Linked DNA regions of Mus musculus: regions 1, 2 and 4 are each linked to region 3. A link is a contact called in public HiChIP or PLAC-seq and promoter capture Hi-C data. All regions are on one chromosome and are shown on one strand. The core of a region is the stretch at or near the end of the contact, and the rest is flanking DNA. Distances in the headings are between cores, read along the strand shown. Region 1 overlaps Ipo8 (importin 8). Region 2 holds the start of Ipo8 (importin 8). Region 3 holds the start of Tmtc1 (transmembrane and tetratricopeptide repeat containing 1). Region 4 has its middle 23 kb from the start of Caprin2.

The links. Promoter capture Hi-C pulls out the DNA fragments that hold promoters and counts their contacts. HiChIP or PLAC-seq counts read pairs in DNA pulled down with a chosen protein or histone mark.
Region 1: a promoter capture Hi-C map of hippocampal neurons shows a contact between it and region 3, with 2.8 times the contacts expected there. The contact joins the enhancer-like site here to the promoter of Tmtc1 in region 3. A contact is called at or near these places in 8 of 39 promoter capture datasets (cranial neural crest, embryonic stem cells, frontonasal cranial neural crest and 4 more), 1 of 484 Hi-C or Micro-C datasets (stem cell-derived neural progenitor cells), 5 of 115 datasets of contacts at active chromatin or transcription factors (embryonic forebrain, embryonic stem cells and stem cell-derived neural progenitor cells) and 1 of 9 other capture datasets (embryonic stem cells).
Region 2: an H3K4me3 HiChIP or PLAC-seq map of embryonic stem cells shows a contact between it and region 3, with 19 read pairs. The contact joins the promoter of Ipo8 here to the promoter of Tmtc1 in region 3. A contact is called at or near these places in 3 of 39 promoter capture datasets (cranial neural crest, embryonic stem cells and stem cell-derived epiblast-like cells), 1 of 15 datasets of contacts at CTCF or cohesin (the NIH/3T3 cell line), 6 of 484 Hi-C or Micro-C datasets (the N1E-115 cell line, embryonic stem cells and nephron progenitors), 11 of 115 datasets of contacts at active chromatin or transcription factors (astrocytes, embryonic midbrain, embryonic stem cells and 3 more) and 2 of 9 other capture datasets (adipose tissue and embryonic stem cells).
Region 4: a contact with region 3 is called in an H3K4me3 HiChIP or PLAC-seq map of embryonic stem cells, with 35 read pairs. The contact joins the enhancer-like site here to the promoter of Tmtc1 in region 3. A contact is called at or near these places in 18 of 39 promoter capture datasets (the 3T3-L1 cell line, the C10 cell line, the HPC-7 cell line and 11 more), 2 of 15 datasets of contacts at CTCF or cohesin (large pre-B cells and pro-B cells), 49 of 484 Hi-C or Micro-C datasets (B cells, CD8 T cells, the G1E-ER4 cell line and 20 more), 18 of 115 datasets of contacts at active chromatin or transcription factors (astrocytes, craniofacial prominence, embryonic forebrain and 6 more) and 2 of 9 other capture datasets (adipose tissue and embryonic stem cells).

The regions. Positions count from the first base shown.
Region 1 is chr6:148,794,061-148,796,760 of GRCm38.p6, forward strand. It overlaps Ipo8 (importin 8), which reads right to left. Exons shown (of 25, transcript NM_001081113.1): 16 at 2,581-2,700. Among named protein-coding and RNA genes, the nearest start is that of Ipo8, 36 kb to the right of the region's middle. Within about 2 kb of position 1,276, at least 7 of the 459 cell types and tissues checked have an H3K27ac peak or open chromatin away from gene starts, as enhancers often do. A contact at or near this core is called in hippocampal neurons, where this site is marked.
Region 2 is chr6:148,830,071-148,832,770 of GRCm38.p6, forward strand. Ipo8 (importin 8) reads right to left here and starts at 1,397. Exons shown (of 25, transcript NM_001081113.1): 1 at 1,094-1,397. The coding sequence starts at 1,177. 2610017A05Rik (a long non-coding RNA gene) reads left to right here and starts at 1,550. Exons shown (of 2, transcript XR_869626.1): 1 at 1,550-1,638.
Region 3 is chr6:148,443,032-148,445,980 of GRCm38.p6, forward strand. Tmtc1 (transmembrane and tetratricopeptide repeat containing 1) reads right to left here and starts at 1,321. Exons shown (of 20, transcript NM_198967.5): 1 at 870-1,321. The coding sequence starts at 1,168.
Region 4 is chr6:148,917,617-148,920,316 of GRCm38.p6, forward strand. No RefSeq gene overlaps it. Among named protein-coding and RNA genes, the nearest start is that of Caprin2, 23 kb to the left of the region's middle. Within about 2 kb of position 1,430, at least 6 of the 459 cell types and tissues checked have an H3K27ac peak or open chromatin away from gene starts, as enhancers often do. A contact at or near this core is called in embryonic stem cells, where this site is marked.

The DNA of each region.
Region 1 (2,700 bases), core at 26-2,525, 350 kb after region 3:
GGTGAAGGAGGAGGAGGAAGATGCCATGGGTTAGGAGTCAATAGAACATGGCCCTAAGGGCTGGCCAATTGGAGTTAAGAGCAGCCCAGATGAAACACTGTAAGTAATAACTTGGGGTTATTGATAGTAAAGTAGATTCTAATAGCATGGAGGATAGATATCTGTCCAGATCTTGTGCTGTTTAAGGCTTATTGTAAATATAAAGGTTTTGTATGTGTCTTTTATCCAGAAACTGAATGTTCAAAGGTGATGATGTATAAACCCTGCGTCGGGATTAAAAACTTCAACAACACAGATGCTGGGCAGTGCACAACTTCTGTAGTAACTACAGCTCCTGAGTATAATGCACCTTCCAAGAGCATGCATACACACATACACACACACACACACACGAACATGAACATGAACATGAACATGTACCTATAACTAAAATATACATATATGTATGTAACAACTAATGAAAAAAGGCCACGAATTTGAAAAAGGGCAAAAAGGAGTGGGAGGATTTGCAGGGAGAAGGAAGAGAGAAATGGTGTGCTTATATGATAATCTCAAAAAAGAAATACTTTTTAAAATTATTTTTTAATCTATGAAAAGAACAGGTGACCAGCAAATTACTGCTGGTTTTGCTTCTAATTTGCTTCTAATTATGCAGAAGGCTTTACATTTTCATCTGTAGGTATGAAGCCAGATGTGATTTGCTGAGTATGCCTCAACCTTAACTCATGCCTCCTTTGCTAAGTATGGTAACTTTGAAAGTTGAACACTACATGAAGTTTTTAAAAAATTAATATCAAATTCAAAATTGCAAGATGCTTTCATTTTCAAAATTATGCAGTTTTCTCTCTTCACAATACCCAGAAGGTTCAAACTACATGAAGTTTAAAAAAGAATTAATATCAAATTCAAAAATGCTTTCATTTTCAAAATTATGCAATTTTCTCTCTTCACAATACCCATACTTGGGAAAACTGGATTCAATGATTTCTAAGGTATTGTGAAATTAAAAATAAAGGTGAAAGTAGTATTTGCTTAAGTATAGCTACTCTAAGTCACTTTGGTCTAACTCACTGGTTACTGAAGACCAGAGTTTCAACATGAAAACACAAAAATAAAATATTGAATATGAAAATTAAAGATTCACTTAAAGGTCTTAGGTACAGGAAGGCCCGGCAGAGTAACACTGCACTACTTCAGCAAGCCCCCTGGGTGCCTGACAAACACAGGATGAATCTGCAGTCACATGGCTAACAGCAGTGTAACTGGCACCTGCTTCCCAAACCCTCACTTAACTGAGCAAATCTGTCACTTCTAAACATAGCAGTCTGTGCTCACAGACACAATGAACACATGGCTAATTTTCTTTAAGGAAAGGCCATGTTCCAGTTGGGAAGGAGAACTCTGGGTTTTCATCGGGAAAGCTGACATATGACAAGAATGGCCCAATGCAAATCTAGCCTGACCATTTGTGACCAGGTACAATAGCCTTCAGCCTCCTGACCCTCACTTCTGCCTTTGCAAAGAGACTCTCCTACCTATTAACATCCTTGAACCAGCTAAGTACTGAATACAGCATCTAAACTCTTGTCCCTGGGCCTCAGCAGTGACTACTGGCCAGAGTTTACTCCTGGCCTTACCTCTTAGTAAGAGGAAGGCCAGGAGGATCACCTCATCAAAGCCAGCCTTGGTTACAGAGCAAGTCTGGGGCCAACCTGAGTGGCTGAAGACCTTGTCTCAAAAAATTAATTCTATTTTACCTTAGTGTTCCTCTGAGAGTTGGATGTCTTCAAGTTTTTGCTTACTCCTCTCCAGTCTTACTGCACCTCTTACAACTATGTTCCTTTACTAATACTGGCCACTGTAACTGAAAGCTCCATCCTTCTCCACTAAGATTAGACTGTGGGTCCTAGAAGTCAAGACCCTTGTTCTATTCAAACAGCAATTCACAGAAACCTAGCCTGGCACACAGTAGATATGATGATCTGAACTCAGATTAGTGCAAAGGCTAATACTGTTGACTTTCAATAAATGTGCAATTTCCTAGCTCAACTATCTTAATACATTACTTTAAAATTTGAAAGCAACTTATTTGCTTGTGTGTTTAGAAAAAGGCTTTCACTACCTAGCCCAGGCTGGTCATAGACTTGTAGTCTTCCTGCATAAACGCTGAAGCTAGGACAATTTTTAAAACTTACCAATATAATGAAAAATAAATCTTTAATACCAAGACTGGGATGGTGAGACGGGTCAGCAGGTAGGATCACTGCTCATAGTGCTGGAGAAATAGTTCAGTGGTTAAGAGTGCTTGCAGCTTTTTCAGAGGACCTGGGTTCATATCCCAGCACCCATGTTAGGCAGCCCACAACTGCCTATAACTCTAGTTCCAGGAGATCTGATGTCCTCTTCTGAGGAAGCCCATACGTATATGCACACACGTTTGATATACACACACAAATACGTAAATGTGGCATGTACACACACATACAAATAATAAATTAAAAAGATAAGAACTCATAACCATTGCTCACATAAATTTCAGTTAATATAACCATTCTAATAAAACACAAGGTGCCCACCCACCTCTGGATGATCTTCCACAACTGTTAAGATAGTGTCGATGGTGTGTAAAATCCCCATGGCCATGACAGTTTTGTCTTCAATTTCTTCATACTCATCACTCTGAAGAACTTTACCAAATAT
Region 2 (2,700 bases), core at 147-2,646, 390 kb after region 3:
GCACAGAATTGCCTGGGGAGCCACTTAAAACACAAACTTGTTTCTATTCCCAGGTTTTCAGGTTCTTTACATCAGGGATGAAGCCCATAATTTGCATACCCAACCGTTTTCAGAGAAGCATAGGCCACTGGTCTTAGCAACCCCTCAAGATCCACTAATTAAGGAATATCCCTTCACACTTGTAGCAAGCTCAATTGTCAAGCCATGTAAGGAAATTTTAATTTGTACATTTTAGTAAGAGGATGATAGTCCCTCTTACATGAGCAGAACCAGAGCTTGTGATATTACAATTCTGAAAGGTTGGGCCAGATGTGGTAACACACACCTTTAAACCCAGCAGACTAGAGGCAGAGGCAGAAGCAACAGGCAGATTTATGAGTTCCAAACCAGCCTGTTTAACACAGAATTCCAGGTTAACCAGAACTACACAGTGAGACCCTGTCTCTGAAATGAAAGGAAGAAAAAAAAGGAGGAGGAGGGAGAAGTATGGTATGGACAAAAAAAAAAAAAAAAAAAAAAAAAAAAGACGAGAGTAACACTGGAACAATGAATGTCTAGACTGCTTAGAAAAATGGAAAGCAGCTAAAGCAAAGTCACACACATTTCAGTATTCCAAAGAAATGCCTCAAATATTGTATTACTGGCCGGCCCAGTCTTTGAAATGGTACGGGGAAACCGCGTGCCCTTCCTAGAACTCTCTCGGACAGTGCTGCCCAGCGCTCCAGCAATACTGTGCCATGATCCACACTGCCACCGCCAGAAGCAGGCGAGGGGCAGGGTTTCCGACAGCAACACCTGAAAAGGGCGGGTCCGGAGAAAAGCTAGCTTAGCTTTGGTGAATTTTCCCACCGCGTCTCCACGTAAGCGCATTAAAGGAAAAGAAAACACACCCAAAGACCACTATCAATGGTTTCGTAGCTTCTTTGTGCTATGTGTCCAAGAGAACTGAGCAAGTGCACCAAGAAAAGGACAGATAGCCAACAGGTGCTCCAGTTGCTCCGCAGGGGTCCTGGTCTCAGGCTGGGGTTGGAGGAGAGAGGGAGAGAAGGGAGAAGAGTAGGAAAAAGAGAAAGAGGGGCAGCCCCTCGCTCACCTGGTTAAGCTCCGTCTCAGCTGCAATTCTCAGCTTTGGGTCGATAGTGCCCTTCAGCGCCTGGATGATCCGATTGAGGTCCATGTCCGCGGGCGGGAGCTCGGGTCCCAGAGCCAGCAGGCCGGGTTGCAGCCGGGATGTCTCCTGGCCCTTTTTGGCCCCCTCTACCTCAGGGGACCACCTCACCCCCACCCCCTGCCGCTGCCACCACCGCCTGCAGCTACTTGCTGCGCCACTCTGACTCCGCGCCCCCTGTCCTCCCTCCTTCCCCCCGACAACTCTCTCTCCATTCACCTTTTACGACAGCCGGTGGGAGGTGGAAGAGGAAACGGAGACTCCTTTACGGCTGCCTCTTCCCCTGGCGTGCTGCACTGACCAGCACCCGCCAGAGACGCCATGATGCTCGTCTCAGGAGCCGGCATTCATTGCACAGCGGTGCTGCTACAGGAAGTCGCTCAAGTTTGTTCCAAACACCAGACTCCCGCAGACGGCCGCCATGATGCGGTACGGAAATCCTAGCTTGTCCACCCACTGGTGTGACCAAAGTAAGTTAATTGGCCTGGCATCTATTTACAGTTGTTGCAAATTAGGCATATCTAAAGGGAGTGGTACTTTTTGTTCGAGAACTCTGAACATCACAACTGAGCTGTTTCAAGACAAACTTACTGGAATCCTGAACTTACGTAGCTTACAGAAGAGGTTTCCTTTAATGTTTGAGCGCCACCCTTTATCCTGCCATTCATTCTTTGAACATTTGTTAAAAATGTTTACAGACAGGCACCATGTTATAATAACAAGATAAAATTTAATGCAGGTTTGTATGTATGAAAACTCAAAATCTAATAGATAATCAAATGTGTGTGTGTGTGTGTGTGTGTGTGTGTGTTTCTCTTTAGAGTGTAAAAACACAAAAATGCAGTAGTCAAGGAAACTATATGACCAAAAGTGCCCAAAATGTCCAGACTTTCACTGTGAAAGGCAAGAAGGGTTATGCTGTTTCCATCTACAACTGCAAAGCATACAAAACATAAAGTAAAGATGATTGTGGGCAAATGCTGCTGAGATGTGATCCTCCAAGGAGCATATAATTACGATGTATTGGTTCAATTAAATTTAAGAACAGTGTAGAAAATGAGACAGGATGTATGCTATATGACTGATTGCTTCCAGCAATGCCCATTTCAGTCCATTATGCACACAGCCATCAGAATGAAAAATGCATTTTCAATTTGAAATGTTACCTTTGCTACCTGCACCCCCAATTTCCTTTACTTATGATATCAACTCTAATAGACCTTTGAGTGGAAACATCTAGTTTCTTTGGAAAGTTATGTCAAATGATGGTTTGCAGGAGCACACAGGTGGATGTCAGTGCTAAAGCAGACACAGGTAAAAGGATATTTTGCTGGAGCAGACACAGGAAAAAAGTTTTTCCTCTAGCAGACACAGGTGAAAGGATGTCTTGATATAGCAAACACGTGAAAGGATGCTTGATGAAGGAGTATAAATATGACCCCCAAAGACAGTGGGAAACAAGCAATGAGCGTTGGTTTGCTCTGCCTTGCTAACACTCTATGAGCCTTCTATTGTTGCGTTCAACTTGTGGT
Region 3 (2,949 bases), core at 71-2,570:
TGGAACACCCACAGCATAGCAGCTTCAGGAGCATCGTAGGCCACCTGGTCCGGTCCCTTTATTCCTCATCTGCCCAGCAGTACAACCTCCCTGGAGAAGCTGACAACTTGGAGCATCGCCACCCTCTGGAACCCGCTAATCGCGGGTAGGAAAAGCTCCAGCGAGAAGTCTGCCATCCTTGAAGCCCCGGGGGACATAGCAGGCAGAACTCGGTCCCAACTCCGCAGCCAGGAAGCGCGGGAGAACCTAGGTTTAGCTGGGAAGATATAGGGCAGAGCAGAGATCTCCCCGAGTAGCGCGGAGAGTACCCAAAACAGAGCCAGAAGAAAACGATGTAGTGCTTCAGAACCTGAGCAAAGCCTTGAGAACCTTAAGCTGTCCCGGGTAATGACCAGAGGTAGAGCCAGGTGGATTCAGGACTAAGCCTGGAGCAATAGGATCAGAGTCCGACCCGAGAGAACCCAGCCAGAGCAACGAGATCTCGGGGCAGAGCGGAGAGAACCTCGTTCAGAGAAAATCTGGGGCTGCGCTGACAGAATACTAGAGTTGTGAGGGCCTGGGACAGACCCTGGAGAACACTTAAGATAGAATCAGGAGCGCCAAGCATAGAGCCCAGAGGACCTGGGGCAGAGATTGGAGAACGGAACAGGGCAGAGATGCAAAGCGTAGAACCTAGAGGACCAGACTGAACAGCCAGAACACAAGATAAATCCAGGAGGATCTGGCTGATGACTAAAAGACCAGGGGTAGAACTGAGAGAAAGGGGAGAACAACCTAGAGGAGGTACCGAGGGACCTGTCAGAAGTGTCCCCGCCGTACCATCCCTTCTCCAAGGAGAGGCGTCTAGACCCCAGGACGCACAGGCTCACCTGAAGGACAGCACGCACAGTGGCCGATAGGACTTGTGGCTGGTGCTGTCCGCCAGGCCCTTGCCCCAGAAGTCGTTAGCGAAGATGGCCCAGCGCAGCGGTGTCCCGGGCCGCACGTCGGGGTTGTTCACGATCGCCCACACATCGTCGTGTACAAACTCGCCCCGCAGCGAGCGGCCGTAGCAAAGGCAGCTGGCCCCAGCTAGCAGCGCCGCGGCCCCCGCTGGAACCAGCCCGCAGCGCGGGCGCCGCGAGGGCGCGCGCTCCCCGCCGCCGCGGTCCCCGCGGGTCACCAGCATCGCACCGCCCGCACGGCCGCTCCCGCGCAGCGCGCATCCTCCCCGGCCGGGACCCGGGCGCGCAGCGGCCTGCTTGGCTCAGGCATCGCACGCCCACTGTCCCCGCCCGGGCGCCCGGTGCTCTGCCGCCGCGGTGGCCCAGCTGCAAATAAACAGCGATCCCCCCGCCTCCCCGGGCCATCGCCGCCGCCTCCGCCCACTCTGCGCATGCCCGCTTGCGCGCCTCCGCCTCCTGGATCCTGGGACCTGAGGTCCCCAACACCTGGCCTCTACCAGCTGGCGCTGAGTCCGGGACAGCCAGAGCGCGCAGGTTTAGCGGGTCGCCGCAGGGCTTGAGGGGACACGCGGGAAGGCCACCCAGGGTCCCACCGGGTACGCCCAACTGCTTTCCCAGACCAGTCCCCAGCCGGTCTCAGCTGCGGAGGGGCAGGTCCCCGCCGCCTCCCGGCCGCAAATCGGCAGGCTTGTCAGGTACTCAGTCTGGACCCGGACACCCTCTCTCCCTGGAGGCGTGAGCGATTCGAAACCAGCTGGACAGATGGGGGACAAGCTCCAGCACCCGCAGGGCTTAAAGTCTTCCAAGGTGCTATGCCCCAGTCCTGGGAACGCAACGCGCGCAGCAGTCCTTTCCCCAAAGCCCAGGGGTGCATCCCCGGCTGTGAACTGCCTCCTTGCTGTTTCTGCTGCTGCTTATAATAAGCCCGGTTTTGATTTTTATTTCCGTATGGGAAGCTCTTCCTTTTGTTTTTCCCTTAAACTCTTAAGCAATGAAGGAGGCGCTGAACACATTACTTCTGGCTTTCTTTTGGTTTTGGTTTTGAGACCCTGCCTTAGGCTGACATTCAGGCAGTCCTGGGCATTGGCTACAGAAGCCAGGCTGATCTCGAATCCTAGAGTACCCCCTACCTCAGCTGCCCAGGCCCAGCTACTTTACCTGCTATTTTACTGGTTGGATCTCTTGGGAATAATTATTGTCTCCTGGGAGACTGCCTTGACCCTTAAATACAAATTAAAACTATGGACTGCCTTGGCATTGCCTCTGGCTCAGAAACTTCCTGTCTTTCTCGAAACTGTTCTACTTTTGAATGCCAATCACAACAAATAAATGAGGTATTCCAGAAAAACACTGACTTCCCCTAATACTGAAAAGCCCCGTTGGTTCTTTCAGGCCACTTGTGAATGGACATGGCTTTATTACTGAAATTAACTGAGACTTCATACATCCAGACCCCAAACCTCAAAATAAAGTCGTCATTAAAACAAACAAAAGCCAAACAACATCAAACTTTTGACAAGAAAGAAAAGAAACTTGAAATGGAAAGGAGAATTTGTTCTTTGAGCCTCCCGATGGCTCCTTAAATTTAAACACCAGAGCACTTAATGCAGCAGTTCCCAAATTAACAGGGACATAGTCCAAGACAGGATCCATTCTTGCCTCTTTTGATGTTTTGTTTATTGTTGGTTTTTCTTGGTGAATCAAAATTGGTGAGAGAGGAGCAAAGCTGAAATCTTGTGTCCCAATGACAGCTTTCTTAGAACATCTGACCCTCAGTGACTGCTGAACCGAGACACACAGACACAGACACACACACACACACACACACCACACACACTTGTGTCCTTTGCTCCCTCCAGAGTAATAAAAAAAATGGATGTAGGTTTTACCTGGTGCACATTGTGCTAATGAAGGGTAGAGACACAAAGCTACTCAAGTACTGTGTGTGTGTGTGTGTGTGTGTGTGTGTGTGTGTGTGTGTGTGTGTGGTGAACAAGAGCTAACT
Region 4 (2,700 bases), core at 180-2,679, 470 kb after region 3:
TCTACACAGAATGAAAAGATTTGTCTAAGATCCCCTAGACTCAACATACCACAATAATAAGTAGCCTTTGCCCATGGTGCAGGGAACATGATACCAACAATGAGTAACCAAACTCCACTGCTAGCTAGAGAAATTATCCAATAGGACCCTCTGGCTCCTTTCTTTCATGAATGAGCCCATGAAACTCCTACCTTTGATCCAACTTGGCTGTCTCTTCCTTTTCCAGTCCCAGTTCATTAAACATCACACAAAAACTGCCAGGCATCAGGATGCTGGATCAATATGGACACTGGACTACGGGTGCCTGGAGAACTTCAGCATGACATTGACAGCTGGCACTAAGTTCTGGCTGTTTTGAAGCTGTTTTTAACCCAGGATTTCATATACCTCAGGTGGTCTAGAATTGTGATCTTCCTGCCCCCATCTTTTATAATACATTTCAAACTGGCATTAAAAACAAAACTGGGGTTTTCTGGATCAGCTGGAAGAGTGCTGCTGTCTAGTAAGGCGAGGACCAAAGTTCAGATCCCTTGTATCCAGTCATGTTGGGGCACAGCTGTAATCTCAGTAGTGGAGGCAGGAGGGGGTCCCTGGTGTTTCTAGTTATGCCACAGCTTTAGTAAGAGATCTTGTTTCAAACACTAAAGGCGTACACATGAACCACACACAAACAGGTAAACTCATCTTCCATGACCAGCCTTTGCAGGAAGCAGAAAACTTTTCTGGATTAAAGAGGCACTGGCTGCTGGACCATCAAGCTAGTTTACAGAGTAAACAAATGTGGGCTGGAGAGTTAAGGTCCCTGGTTGCTTTCCTTTTCCAGAGGAAGGAACACCAACGTACACAAATTTAAGAATAAATAAATAATTTAAAAAGCAAGCAAGCAGGCTGGAGAGATGGCTCAGCTGTTAAGAGTACTGACTGCTCTTCCGAAGGTCCCGAGTTCAAATCCCAGCAACCACAGTGGCTCACAACCATCTGTAATGAGATCTGATGCCCTCTTCTGGTGTGTCTGAAGACAGCTACAGTGTACTTTGGGCCACAGCAAGTGGGCCCGGAGTGAGCAGAGGTCCTGAGTTCAATTCCCAGGAACCACATAGTGGTTCACAACCATTTGTACAGCTACAGTGTATCATATACATAAAATAAATAAAAAGCAAGCAAACATTGCCTGATGAGGTGGCACACCCCTTTAATCCCACCACTCAGTAGGAAGAAGAAGGTGAGCCTCTGAGTCCCAGGCCAGCCTGGTGTACAGAATGAGTTTCAGGACTGAGGCCTATACAGAAACCCTGTTTTGAAGAAAAAGAAAGCAAACAGGAATCAGAAAAGCAGGCTTTATTCAAGTTAAACTCTTTACACTTCCACTCAGCTGCAGGTTTGTTTAAGAATAGTGGTGATTTGGATAAGAATGGCTCTCAAAGGCTCATATATTTGTTTCAATGTTTGGGCTGCAGCTTGTAAAAGTATGGGGAGGATTAGGTGTGGGCTTGTTGAAGGTATGTTACTGGAACTAGGCTTTGAGGAATCAAAAGCCCACCCAGCTTTCTCTACCTCTGGGTTGTGTCTCTCTCATGATTGTCTCAATCTGAAAGCTTTCAGCTTGATTCAGCTTCATGCCTGACTGCCTGCTGTCAAGCTCCCACAATGGTCATTGACATTTCCTTCTGAAACTGTTAGGCAAGATCCCAATTAAATGCTTTCTTTTGTAAGTTTCTCTGGACATGGTACAAAAATGTAATTAAGACTGAACTTTACAGGACTTTTGATCAGTGTTTGATCACTTGGCTCATGGGTGTTTCAGAACAGATCCACCTTCCTACTTCTGTAATCAGTGGTAGCATCATAGATCAAAATGCTAGTGTGTTGGTTCAGTTTGTCCTAGTTGGTTTGCCAATTTCACAAACCTAGACTTCTCAGGGAAGAGAATCTAAATGCCTCTGTGTTGGTTTAAATAAGAATGGCCTCATAGGTTCATGTATTTGAATCCTCGTTTCCAGTTGGTCAGCTGTTGGAAAGGGTTAGGACATGTTGGAGATGGTGCGCTTTGAGGTTTCAAAAGCCCAGGCTAAGTTGCTTTACTGTCCACTGACTTCTGGTAAGAATGTAAAGCCCTCAGCTACTTGCAAGCACCATGCCTGCCATGATAACAAAGTAACCCTCTGAAACTGTGAGCAAGCTCTCAACTAAATGCTTTATCAGAGGTGCCTTGGTCATGGTGTCTCTCACACCAACAGAATAACTAAGGCAGCCTCTGTAATATGTGGCACGTTTTCCCGACTAATGATTGATGTGGGAGGGCCCAGCTCACTGGGGAATTAGTCCCAGGTTGTAGAACCATGAAAAGCAAACAAACAGTCGGCAGCTCTCCTCTATGGTCTCTGCTTCAGTTCTCACCTTGACATTCTGACTCCTGGCACTGGAAGGACAGAAGCAAACAGTCTATATACAAGCTTCCCAGCTCACAGAAACTGGAATATGAAGTCTGAGAAACATATTTTGTATATAAAAGCACCCTGACTCTAGGCACACTAAAGACAAAGGAAAAAGCAATCTTGATTGTGCCACAGCACATGTGAAAAGGTCTGAGGAAAATGGTGGGAGCTAGTTTTCTCCTACCTTGTGGGTTCTAGAGACCAAATTCCAGATTGTCAGGCTTGGCAGGCACATAGCCAAAGCCATCTTACCTGCCCAACAGTG